Regions from separate parts of the Mus musculus genome. Here region 1 is linked to region 2. Evidence: chromatin contacts called from public Hi-C data. All regions are on one chromosome and are shown on one strand. Each heading gives the region's core, a stretch centred on a gene start, on an enhancer-like site or on the middle of the called end of the contact. The rest is flanking DNA. Distances are from core to core; before and after follow the strand shown. Region 1 has its middle 63 kb from the start of 4930526H09Rik. Region 2 has its middle 110 kb from the start of Gm38397.

Region 1 (6,692 bases), core at 894-3,393, 170 kb before region 2:
TGGTACGTGGGTTGTACAGTTTTGCATTCTTTCCTTTCCATCCTTTCACCATGAGTAGAGAAGTACAATTTAACCCATATGCCATTTTAAAGTCACCTTCTAGTAAGTCATAATCAGACGAGAACTTGAACATGACGTTAGAAGCAGAAACCAACTTGCTGAGAAATCATCCGGGCTTCCCCCAACAGTCATTTGAGTGGGTTTTTAGAAAAGTAGAAAATTTCCAATTCTAGACAGACTCTGGTTTTCAAATCTTTCCCATAGTCCTTCAAATATTGAGTCTTAGGTCCAGCTGCTCTCCTCATTATTGACATACTTTGTCTTGTGCCCTGGGAAATCAAAGTTTCATTCCAACCTGGATATAGATAAGGGCCCACTAAGTCAGACATAACTGTGAGGCAGGTTTGGGGGACTGGAGTTGGTAGCCATCTGCACACCCTAGAAAGATGCAGCATTGAAGATGATTAAGTGGAGAGAGCAAGGAAGGAACTGTCAAAGACAACATCTTTCTGATGTGTATGGTGATTTCACGGTGGACCTCTGCAGCTGGTGTGTGTGTCAGGGGAGGAGGATGAGAAAGGAGCTATAATAGACTTTGTACAGTGACTGGCTTGAAATTAAGAATCCCTATTAGCCCTAGCTCTGCCGGTGAAGTATGAAGCCTAAGGCATGTCAGTTCCCATCTTATTTTAAAAGCAAATAGATGAAGTAATTTATGCATCGATCTAGTGCTCTTTTCTTTGTTAGAAACTTCGTGATGAAACAGAAATGACACATTTTAGAGCAGAAGAGATCTTACAGTTGTATGCTCTATGGCCTGGTCTAGTGATATTCCTTAGTTTCTTATTCATAAACGGAAGAGAACAAAGGCCAGAAAGTTGTTATAAAAGGACAGCCAGCATCACAAACACTTTCCAAGGTTCCAGAATATAGATGACTGTAACCAGGAAGATCACCATATCCAATGGTGCCATGACCTAGTCTGAAATAGACACATGTTGGAGAGTGACAATTGCTGTGACGAGACTCTATGACTACCCAACTCTTATAAAGGAAAACATTTAATTGGGGCTGCCTTACAGTTTCTAGGTTAAGTCCATTTTCATCATGGCAGGAAGCATGGCAGCATCTGGGCAGGTGTGGTGCTGGGGAAGTAGCTGAGAGTTCTACATCTGGATCTGAAAGCACCAGGAAGAGAAAGAGACACTGGGTTTGGCTTGAGCATTTGAAACTTCGAAGCTACCTCCAGTGTGGCACACCTCCTCAACAAGGCCATGCCTCCTAATAGTACCACTCCCTCTGCACCTATGGAGGCCCTTTTCATTCAAACCACCACACAGGGGGCAGTGCTAGATTCACTTCTGTCCCTGGTGATAAATAGCCTGGTGTCTATGTAACTAAAAATAAAATAACGCAAACCTCTGGCTTGGTCTTTGAATAGAAAACTGATGCCACAGGCTTAAAAACATTATCAGCAGTTTGGGTTCCATTGCACCATATGCCTCAATCCAACTCTGTGGCCTGGAGAACGTCACTTGGAGAACGTCACTTGGCCCTCTTGGCTCTGCTAGGAAGTTCTCCTAGTGGAGGAGAAGGCGACAGCATGTGTCTGGCTGCTTCAATCCTGCCCGGGAAGTGCAAAGCCCCATCGGCTTAAAGGGATTGAAGAATGACTTCTTTGGATGATCTTCCTGGCGCTCTTGGACTCCTGTGTTGAGAACTGAGGGGTGAGGATTAGGGAGAAGCTCCAAAGACATTGGCTTAAGCTCATTGCCACTGTTTTGGCCAATTTAAGCACGTGTAGGAAAAACAGAGAAATAAATCCATATGGTATTACATTTTCACCAACAACGAACTACTCCTGTTTATAAGAAAAATGACCTTTAGGTAAATTTGATGCCTGGGAATCACCTGAAGAAAGATTATTTTTTTGAAAGCTGTTGTGCCTGTGTGAGCCAAGAGTACTTCACGGCTATGAATTTGACAATTCAGTCTCCACAAAGCAACTGTTTGATCCTAGCAGTGATTGGAACTCTGTCCTCTAGAGGGCAGGAATGTACCAGATTTAAAGAACATGGAGGCTTGCACTGTGCTAGGGAGGAGCCAAATGCCCTGCTTACACTGTGTGAAAGAGGAAGGGAGGGAAAGAGATTACCCTAAACTAGTCTCTTAGACTAGGAACAGTAGGAAATCTTGTCTTGAATATTGAATAAGGTATTTTTAAATTGATGTGTTTTATTTTTTTTTTTCTTGGTTTATCTTGGCTTTCCTCTGCACCAACCCAGCTGGTCCTTGTTTTCATTTTTGTAGTTTTGTTTCGTTTTTCTTCAGATTTTGTACTTTGTATTCTAGGTTGGACATGAACTCACTATGTTGTTCAGGATAACCTCAAATTCCTGATGGCCCCGCCCCCACCTCCCACATGTTGGAATTATATGCATGTACCCACCACGCCCAGCTAAGAAATTCTTACAATGATTAAGCACCTTTTAGCTGAGACATTAACAGTAGAAGTAAGTTTCCTTGGCACAGCCCTTTCAGAGCGTGGGGAGACCAAGCCTGGAGCAGGGAATGGTGTCTTTTAACTCATTCTACAGATCCTGAGTAGCCTAACACAGGAGGATGCTCTGCAGATTAATCAGAAACTGAACATAAAAAGATCACTTGGGATGTTAAAACATAAGAACTGTCAGTCAAGATCTCTGGGATTGGCAGTCTGAGAGTCTTAGAAGGCCTTTTCTCCCATGCCATGGCTTTTCAGTTAACCCAGTGCTAGATGCTCTTTGTCTCCCTTGGAGAGAAATTGCCTTGAGAATATGCTTCATGTTGGCAGAGGGATTGCACAGGGAGGTTTAAACAGCAGGCTGCCGAGAGTCCAGGACATGTTGAGGCATAACCTGCTGCCGGTGGACCATGCTGCTCCAGGCGTGACCTGGGAGTTACCGGCAGAGTTTCACACCATTGTTCCTGCTGCTCTGCTTGCTCTCCAAGGAGAGGAAGGCTTACACCACAGCTTTCCCAGGGTCCAGACACTTGCCAGCAGCTGACCCATCAGGAAATGGCCTCTCCCCTCTTCCTTCCCACATTCCTTCCTTCCTGAGCTTCCCCAGTCCAAGGTGTGGCCGCGCGCCCAGAAGATCTGCTCTGCTTGATTGACAAGCAAACAAAACCTTCCTCTTAGATAAGCAAGATCACAGGTCTGTAGGAAATCTATTTGTTTCTGGATGGAGCTTGTCTGCTCTCGCTGTCTCAATAGCTACAGTGCTGACTTCATAGTTTCTTATCATATCTTTAGGATGTGTGGAACAGTAAATCCTAAAACAATGAGCTCTGCTTTGTAACATTTTTTTTAACAGGCTAATTCACAGTGAAATACTACACTTTGTTCTACAGAGTTTATGGTGGTCTCCCTTGGAGTCCTTAGCCATTTGTACTGTGCAATAAGAAAGACTAGAAGAGAGATTTCCTTTTTGAACTTTCTTTTTAATTTAGTTCTTTAGAAATTTGTTATTCCTGACAAGAGCTGGGAATTCAGGAAAGGGTGCCCCTTGCCACTTTTGGGGAGAATCTTTTTAACACAGATGCAACCCAAGAGAGAATGACAGAAAACTGTGCAATATTTTGGCTCAACAAGGTTGTCCCTTGACTTTTACATTTGTGTAAATGGAGAGCCTTCTTGGGATTTTTTTTCTTTGTTGCCTCTTGTATGGCTCTAGGTAAACCTGTGTGTGTAGGTATGCATGTGTGTGCATGTGTGTGTGTATGCATAAAAGGACCAAAGGTAAACTACTTCCAGATTCATTTTAAAGCTGATGCCTACCCTAAGATCATTTAAGGAAGAGCAAACATGTTTCTTCTTTTTAAAAGAATTTTTAAAACATTTTTTTAATTGTTCGCAACGGTTATCACTAATATCAGGTCTAGGAAAAGAGTATCTGCAGCAGACATATTGTTTCATGTTTTATTTCCCAGATGGACAAAAGGGAGATATATACATAGAAGGGGTTGATAGCAATCTCCAGAACGGCCTGTTCGTAGCCTGCAAGATAGGTATTGTTATCCACGTTGATCAAATGAGAAAACTGGTGCTTGGGCAGGTGAGTGAATTGCTATATTTACTCAGCATGTAAAGTAGGATTAGTAATCGAATCCATGATCTCAGATTTCATGTTTTGCTTCTTTAAGAGTACGTTTATTTTTACTATGATGTTTTAAAATGAGCATCTGTAACATGTGACCAGGAACTCAACTTTTCCCTCCTCTCAGTGTCCAAACTAGAGCTGTCTATTCAGCATGAAGATGTTTTCTGTGGTTGTGGTGGTTTGGCTAGGTATAGTCCCAGAGATTCATGTGTTTGAATCCTTGGCCATAGGGAGTGGCACTATTAGAAGGTTTGGCTTTATTAGAGGAGTGTGGCCTTGCTATAGGAAATGTGTCACTGTTGAGGCAGACATGAGGTCTTAAATGTTCAAGCTACTCCCAGTGTGAAACATATTCAGGCTCCTAGCTGCTTTCAGATTAAGATGTAGAACTCTCAGCGCCATATCTGCCTGCATGCTGCCATGTTTCCCACCACAATGGACTGAACCTCTGAAACTGTAAACCAGCCCCAATTAGTTGTTTTCCTTTATGAGAGTCACCATGGTTGTGGTGTATTTTCACAGCAATAAAACCCTTCAAATATACAAGACAACGTGACATGTGGCCAAACAAAGAAAAGCACTAGGGTCAGTATATTTGTGGCTTAATTTTCTGGTTGTAGTTAGAGAATTTTAAGAAAGTTTATATTAGACTCCTTTCTTCCTCTTTTAAGAAAGGAAGGAAGGAAAGAAGGAAGGAAGGGAGAGAGAGAGAGAGAGAGAGAGAGAGAGAGAGAGAACACCAAGGAAACCTAACAACATTCATTTAAAGGTTTATATTTTTGTTTTTGTTGTTTGGTTTTTTTTGGTTTTTGGTTTTTTTATATCAAGCATCTGTTTTCAAATCACATTTGGCTGACTCAAGTGTAAAACAATAAATTCAAGAAACACTTGAATTGTGTTTTCCTTGAAGCCCTCCTGGGTTTAAATGAGAAGAGGAATTACATTCTACTAAATGCATTTTGAATTTATTTGGAGCTCAAACATTTGGAAAGGCATTTATGACATCTGAGAATGTCCTCTGGACATTAAAAAAAATACCTTATTATCACAACAGTTTTATCACTCTAGACAGAGATGCAGTACATTTTTATGTTTTAAAGAGATAGAAAATATAAGAAACCCAGCGCTGGGGATGAGGAGATGGTTCAGTGGGCAAAGCACTTTCTGCACAAACCTGGGGACCCGAGTTCAAATCTCCAGCACCCACATGCAGAGGTGTGTGGCGATGAACTGTTGTAATCCCAGCACCGACAGACAGAAACAAGTGCCTCCTTGTAGCTCTTTGACCAGGCAGTCTAGAATGGCCATCTGCAGGTTCAATGAGAGAACCAGTTTTCAGAGTGGAGAAGCAATTACAGAAAACACTCTGATGGCAACCTGTGGCCACACACACCTGCATGGGTGAGCACACCTACAAGTGTGTACACGTGTATGTACAACTATGCAAAGAAGGAGGAGGAAGAGGAGGAGGAGGAGGGGAAGGAGGAGAGGAGGAAGAGAAGAGGGAGGAGGGAGAGGAGGGGGAGGAGGAAGAGGAGAAGAAGAAGGAGGGGGAGGTAGAGAGGAGGAAGTGGAGGAGGAGGAGGAGGAGAAGGAGGAGGAGGAGGAGGAGGAGAAAACAAACCAAGAACCTGGAGAGGGTAAGAGCAAGCAGTTCTCAAAAACCCTTGTTTTGGAGTTTGGTAAGTAGCCAAGTGGTGGATTCCGTTCTTAGTGTACCAGGGGCCCTAGGCTTGAAATCCAACACCCAGACCAAATTATTTCTGTATTCTTTTTTCAAGGTAAGAAGAATGGTAGAAAGTGAACTTGAATCCATGAGGCAAGGGTGTGATGAAATGTGTGTTACACTAGGCTTAACCTGTGGCTTTTGTTTCTCTTCCTCTCGCTGGATTTATTTTCCTAAATGCTACTCTTGAGTATTTTATGTTTTAAAGACTTATTTTCTAAACCACGACCAAACCAACTTCTATAAGAAGGTCCTTCATTTGGGGCTCAGTGTTGCAGATGTCAGTAAAGCCCATGAGCATCCTGGTGGGCAGCATGGCAGCAGGCAAGATACAGTCTAGTGTTCTTAGACCTTACGTGATCAGACTTCTGATCCTGTTGCTTCCATGTCCTTAAGTCTGGAATTACAGGTATTTGCTTCCAGGATCAGCAGCATCAGCCTTTCTTACAAAATGCATTCACAGGAATGGAAGCACTTAGAGACACAGCTCCTGGAGGGTGGTGTTGGGTCACATTCAGGTTATCGGAGTCAGAGCTCAAAGTACTACTTCCTATTTCTATCGAAATATATGGAGACTTGGCCAAGGGAGAATCGCAGGCACCCTATGATTAATGTCAGAGCGCAAGGTCACGGAGGAACATGGGGTGATGGTTGGTATGTAGTCTTTCAAGCTGTAGTCCGAATGCCCCAGGTATGAAACAGCGCTTGTGGAGAGCTCCAGAGACAAAGGATGAGGATACGTTCATCGATGCAAACTGACAGGTGGAGGGTAAGACTTTCTCTTTTCAAGTGACTTATTTTCAGTTCTTCTAGGCCATAGACAT
Region 2 (6,418 bases), core at 85-2,584:
AATTGTTCTTTGATCAACAGGATAACTTCATATCCAAGGACTCGGTGATTTACTTGGAGTGATTGATAGTTAGCCTGACTAGTTAATTGCAGCTCCTCCAAAACCAAAGCCAACCAAACCTAAAAAGGGCAAGAACAACCTGCTGCTAACCAAAAGTTAATTCTAGGTTAGTTAAACTATAATGCTTCGTGTGTCAAGTTTTTGAACATTGAACAAAATGGTTTGGAGTACTACCACTTAATGGATCTTTCTTTTTGTCTCTTTAAGACACGCTGTTCTTTGGGGACATAAAGGAAAGTTTTCAGATAAAGCAGGTTCCCCCCTTAAAGGCCATATGTTCAGCATCAACATGGAGGCAGCGATGACAAGTGGGAGGGGACACTGTCACATCATGCTGTCCTCCAGAATCCAAAAGAACAGTCTGTAGCCCTGATGATGACAGCTAGATGTCTGCTGCTCCCAGCCTTTGTTTTTCTCTGCCTTGAATCCCATGTTCTATGAAACCATCTACCCGTGTAAGATTTGTTCAGGAGATGAGATAGTTTCCTAGTAACAACTGAATTCTCAAAACAGAAATCAAAAGCTCACTAGATGTATTCCAGATGAACAGCTACATTTATGGAATATCCTTCAAAGGGAAGTTTGATTCTGACTTACCCCTGGTGGTTAATTTTATTTGGCCAGCTAGCTCAGAGAGGGAAGGTTATTAAGACCGGACAGTCACTAATGAAATTTTAATCATTCTCTGATACACAAATTACATGGACAATAGGTAGCTTTGTATGTTAGTGTTAAGGAGTAGGGGGCAGGCGCAGGTCCTGATAAAGAACTTTACCCTAAACGAGCAGCCTCTTCCAAGGATGGATGGGTTGGGAAAAGAGCTCAGGACAGTCATCTGGCTTCCTGTGATAAACGTGCTGAGTGAGGGAAGGCTTCCTTCCTGAAGTGCGGCTCCTTGGCACAGTCAGCCCACGCCTTCCTGCCACATCTCAGCATTCACGGGCTGATATTCCTGCCTCATAACTAACCCCCTTCCCCCTATTTCCTCCTTTTCAGGCCCAGGAAGAAGGGGAACCCATGAGTCACTCACCCTCACTCAGATAGATGAAGGCAGTCCCTTTGTGTCTAAGCTAAATAACCATCACGTCTTAAATAATTACTCAGGAGGGCCATTCATTCGTCTCTGTGGTTTCTGCCATGGGTTTCCTCCGTGCACCTGTAAATGGCAAGACCCTAAAAGGGAGAAAGCACAGTACCCGAATTCCTACATCATGTCTAAATGAACAAATCACTTCTCCTTTCTATTATCTTAAAGCAGTATCATAAGTTTCTTTATGAGTGTGTGGCTTACTGTAATTCTTAGGACTCTTCCCCAAGCCTGAAAAAACATCTACATGAGTCCCGTAAGCATTGTGAGATACTAGAGATTTTCCTGCCTTAAAATTGTCAGTTGCCTCCTGATTTAGTTTGTTAATTTAAGTGCTGAACTTTTTTAAATGCCAAATGTGGCATTTTTTTTCATATTACTTTTAATGAAAATGGGATTCATATTCGCAAATAAAAAATGCTGGAAGTAATGAATCTGCCATTGTTTGACTGTGAAGGTGATTCAGGCTGCCGTGTTCATTTAGGACATGAATAAGTAGCAGAGGCATTGAAAGTCTAAATTGCTTTTATTGTGTGCTAGGGATGGAACGTAGGGTTTCTTATTGCTGTCACTTTGCTTCAGGAAATATGATTTGTTTGGTGAATATTCAAATGATGTCATGATCAAGACACAAGCCACACAAAGTGTAAGGTCACAGCAGTGTGGCAGCAGAGTTGGTTTGCTCTTGACGAATTACTGCCCAATTGTCCGTCTTCACCCTCAAGCTCTTGCCTAGTGGGTTTGATCATGCGACAAGGGTGAATTTATGTCTCTTTCAAAAGTTTCTAAAAACTCCACATCTTTTGTTTTTATTTTTTCTTGTTCGTTCTCCTTTAGAATTTGAATGTTCTCCCTTTTGTTGTTGTTTGACCTTTATTTATTGAGTAGTGGGTCATCTTTAGTGGATTTCAGAGAAGTGTTACGAATATGTAGAGTATATTGGGAAAATAACTCACCAGCAAAAGATATAATTGACCATTATGAGGTATGAAGAAGAAACAGTTGCCATCTTTCAGGAGGGCGTGTCAAGATGGTAAATGCCTCTTCAGGGAACATGGGGTGTCTGAATGTTGGTTGTCTTATCAAGTGGCAACATGGCACTGGTACCTAATAATCGGGGACAATAGGTGACATAATATGTGCTCTGAGGTATTTAACACATTGTCATGTAACAAAAAGAGTTATCTGAATGAAACTATCACTAGTGTCAAGCTGCAGGTGAAATCTGTTTTGTAAATTTGGTGTCTCGAATATTTGTATTTGACAAGTTCTTATTCTCAGTTCTATTTAAAATACTAATAGGATGGCTCAATTCGTACCTCACTAAAGGATACAGAAATTGGTCAAAATACTTGTTTATATTTTATTTCAATATTCCAAAATCTTGGTACATGTCTGATATGTAATAAATAGCTATTAAGTGATTGTCAACCTATACTGAATCAAGATGAGATTCTAAATATGATGGTAGTCCTGAAAATAAAAAAAAATACAGGAAACATAACATAGTTAGAATCAATTTAATTTGTCAACTAAGAATGATAATAAAGGAGAGTATATAATCAAAATACCTTCTTTTTCATTAATTTATTTATTCACTTACATTCTAACCACAAGCCCCCTGCTCTCTTCCCAGTCCCACCTTTATATCTCCCTTCCCCATTCCCTCTACCTTTCTCTTCAGAGAAGGCGACCCCTCATAGGTACCAATCCATGCTAGCACATCAAGTCACACAACAGGATTAAGGGCAACCTCTCCCACTGATGCCAGACAAGGCAGTCCAACAAGGGGAAAGGGGACCAATGGCAGGCCACAGAGTCCAAGACAGCTCCCCTCGAACTGTTAAAGGAACCACATGAAGACCAAGCTGCACATCTGTTACAAGTATGTAAGGGCCTAGGTCCAGCCCATACATGCTCTTTGGTTGGTGGTTCAGTCTTTGTGAACTCTCATGAGCCCAGGTTAGTTTACTCTGTAGGTCTTTTTATGGTGTCCTTGACCCCTCCGGCTCACTCAACACCTCCCCCGCACCCCACACTCTTCCACAAGACTTTCTAAACTCCTCCTAATGTTTGTCAGAAAGTCTCTGTATCTGTTTCCATCAGCTGCTAGATGAAGCCTCAGAAGACAGTTATGCTAGGCTCCCGTCTGCAAGCATAACAGAGTATCATTAACAGGGTCAATGATGGGCTCTCTCCCGTGGGACGGATCGCAAGTGGGCTAGTCATTCGTTGGCCATTCCCTAAATTTCTGCTCCATCTTTATTCCTGCATATCTTTTAGGCAGGACAAATTTTGAGATGAAGGTTTTTTTGGGTGGATTGATGTCCTTCTCCCTCCACTGGAAGACCTGTTTGGCTTCAGCAAGTGGCCACTTCAGGCTCCATATACGCAGGTGTTAGGAGTCTTAGCTAGGTCCCATAGACTCCCAGCACCTTCCCCCATCACAGAGATACAGTCCTGCCACAGATTTCTATTCTTTCTCCCAGCCCTCTCCCCTCTGTACACCTAATCCTGACCTCTAATCTCCTCTCCACCCTTCTCCTACTCTCCCTCCCTCCCCCTCCCCTCCACCCCTGATGTCAGTTTTATTTCCCCTTTTGAGTGAGATTCATGAACCCTCTTTCGGTCCTCCTTATTACCTAGTTTACTTGAGTATGTAGATTTTAGCATGAGTATCCTATTCTCTATGGATAATATCCATTTATAACTGTATATATTTCCTTTTGAATCTAGGTTACCTCACTCAGGATGGTATTTTCTAGTTCCATCCATTTGCCTGCAGATTTCATGATGTTCTTTTTAAAGGTATATCTGAGTAGTATTTTGTTGTATAAATGAATCATGTTTTCTTTGTCCATTCTTTGGTTGAGGGACATTTAGATTGTTTCCAGTTTCTGCCTATTATGAATTAGGCTGCTATAAACTTAATTGAAAAAGTGTCCTTGTGATATGGTGGAGCATCTTTTGTGTATATGTATAGCTGGGTCTATTCCCAATTTTCTATGAAATCACCAAATTTATTTCCAAAGTGGTGGAAGTTTGTACTTCTACCAGCAATAGAGGAACATTGTCCTTGCTCCACATCTTCTCTAACATTAGTTAGAGTATTGTGCTGAACTCTCCCACTATTAATATGTGGGGTTTAATGTGTGACTTAAGCGTTAGTAATGTTTCTTTTATGAATGTAGGTACCCTTTCATTTGGGGCATAGATGTTCAGAATTAAGATGTCATCATTGTGGATTTTTCCTTTCATTATAATGTAGTATCCTTCCTTATCTCTTTTAATTACTTTTGGTTGAAAATGAAATTTTATTATGTATTAGAATAGCTACTCCAGCTTGTCTCTTGGGTCCATTTGCTTGGAAAACTTGTTTTCTGGCTCTCTCTCTCTCTCTTTTAAATTTTTTTTAAAAAGAATTTTATTGAATATTTTCTTTATTTATATTTCACACTTTATCCCCTTTCCAGGTTCCCCCTGGAAACTCCCTATCCCATCCTCCCTCCCCTGCTTCTATGAGGGTGTTCCTCCACTTACCTGCCTGCTCCCACCTTCCCACCATAGCATTCCCCTACACTGGGGCATCAAACCTTCAAATGACCAAGGGCCTCTTCTCTCATCGGTTCCCCACAAGGGCATTCTCTGCTACATATGTGGCTGGAGCTGTGGGTCCCTCTATGTGTACTCTGATTGGTGGTTTAGTCCCTGGGAGCTCTGGGGGAAGGTGTCTGGTTGGTTGATATTGTTGTTCTTTCTATGGGGCTGCAAACCCCTTCAGCTCCTTCAGTTCTTTCTCTAAGGTAGCTTCTAACGTTCTTCCTGAGGTATATTTCTCATATGCTGCAGAATGATGGATCCTGTCTTTGCATCCATACTGTTACCCTGTGTCTTTTTATTGGGGAATTAAGTCCATTAATATTGAAAGGTGTTAATGACCAATGATTGTTAATTCTCATTATTTTGATTTTAGTGGTTATTGTTGTGTGTTTTGGTGTGTGTGTGTGTGTGTGTGTGTGTGTGTGTGTGTGTGTGTGTGTTGTGTGCTTCTTTTCTCTTAGCTTTGTGGTTTGGAGTCCTTTATTTTTTTTCTTGAGTGTAGTTAACCTCTTTGTGTTGGAATTTTCTTTCTAATATCTTTTGTAGAGCTGGATTTGTGGATAGATATTGTTTAAATTTGGTTCTGTCATGAAATATCTTGTTTTCCTTCATCTATGGTGATTATAAGTTTTGCTGGGTTTAGTATTCTAGACTGACATCTGTGGTCTCTCAGCATCTGCAAGACATCTGCCCTGCCTCTTCTAGCTTTTAGTGTCTCTGTTGAGAAGTCAGGTATAATTTTTCATATGTCTGACTTTATCTGTTATTTGGCATTTTTCCCTCTCAGCTTTTAATAATCTTTATTTGCTTTGTAGATTTAGTGTTTTGATTATCATGTGGTGGGAGGAGTTTCCTTTCTGACCCAATCTATTTGTTTTTCTATAAGCTTTTACATGTTTATAGGCACCTCTTTTTCTGGGTTGGAGAAATTTTCTTCTATGACTTTGTTGAAAATATTTTCTGGGTCTTAGAGCAGGGACTCGTTACCTCCTTCTATTCCTATTATTCTTAGGCTAGGTCTTCTCATCATGCCCCAGATTTCTTGGACATTCTCATCTTCTATGCCTGAGATTCTCTCTTTCATCTGTTATATTCTGCTTGTGCTTGTAGTCCCTGTTCTCTTTCCTGAGTTTTTCCATCACCAGGATTGCTTCTACTTATGTTTTCTTTATTGCTTCTATTTCCATTTTCAGGTCTTGAACAGTTTTATTCATTACCTTAATCTGCTTGATTGTATTTTCCTGTAATATCTTTAAGGGATGTAGTCTTTCCCTCTTTAAAGGCCTCTATCATCTTTATAAATGGTTTTTACAGTCATCTTCTTGTGCTTAGGCTGTGTGAGGATATTCAAGGCTTGCTGTAGTAAGATAGTTGGGTTCTCATTGGGCTCTATTGCCCTAGTTCTTGTTGTCTGTCTTCTTAAACTAGCCTTTAGCCTTCTGGTTGCCTCTGGTGTTGGCTGGATCTTCCTGAGGTCAGTAGGTTCTCTAGGGGAGACAAGTAGAACCTTGGACTTACCAATGGATCTCATTTAACATTATGGGCTCAGGTGGACTTAAATGTTTCTTAGGCCCTGCAAGCTTCCCCACTAAGGCAAGCAGAGATATGACCTTGATAATGGAGCCCAGGATACAGAGCACAGCTCACTGCTGCTAATTGTGGCCTAAGGGG

What was found. A called contact is a pair of places that touch in the nucleus more often than the background predicts.
Region 1: a contact with region 2 is called in a Hi-C map of bone marrow-derived macrophages, with 4 times the contacts expected there. The contact joins two enhancer-like sites. A contact is called at or near these places in 1 of 15 datasets of contacts at CTCF or cohesin (the NIH/3T3 cell line), 7 of 484 Hi-C or Micro-C datasets (Th1 cells, bone marrow-derived macrophages, cerebral cortex and 3 more), 3 of 115 datasets of contacts at active chromatin or transcription factors (SST interneurons, bone marrow-derived dendritic cells and fibro-adipogenic progenitors) and 1 of 9 other capture datasets (embryonic stem cells).

The regions. Positions count from the first base shown.
Region 1 is chr13:110,963,667-110,970,358 of GRCm38.p6, reverse strand. No RefSeq gene overlaps it. Among named protein-coding and RNA genes, the nearest start is that of 4930526H09Rik, 63 kb to the right of the region's middle. Within about 2 kb of position 2,143, at least 130 of the 459 cell types and tissues checked have an H3K27ac peak or open chromatin away from gene starts, as enhancers often do. A contact at or near this core is called in bone marrow-derived macrophages, where this site is marked.
Region 2 is chr13:110,793,052-110,799,469 of GRCm38.p6, reverse strand. No RefSeq gene overlaps it. Among named protein-coding and RNA genes, the nearest start is that of Gm38397, 110 kb to the left of the region's middle. Within about 2 kb of position 1,334, at least 11 of the 459 cell types and tissues checked have an H3K27ac peak or open chromatin away from gene starts, as enhancers often do. A contact at or near this core is called in bone marrow-derived macrophages, where this site is marked.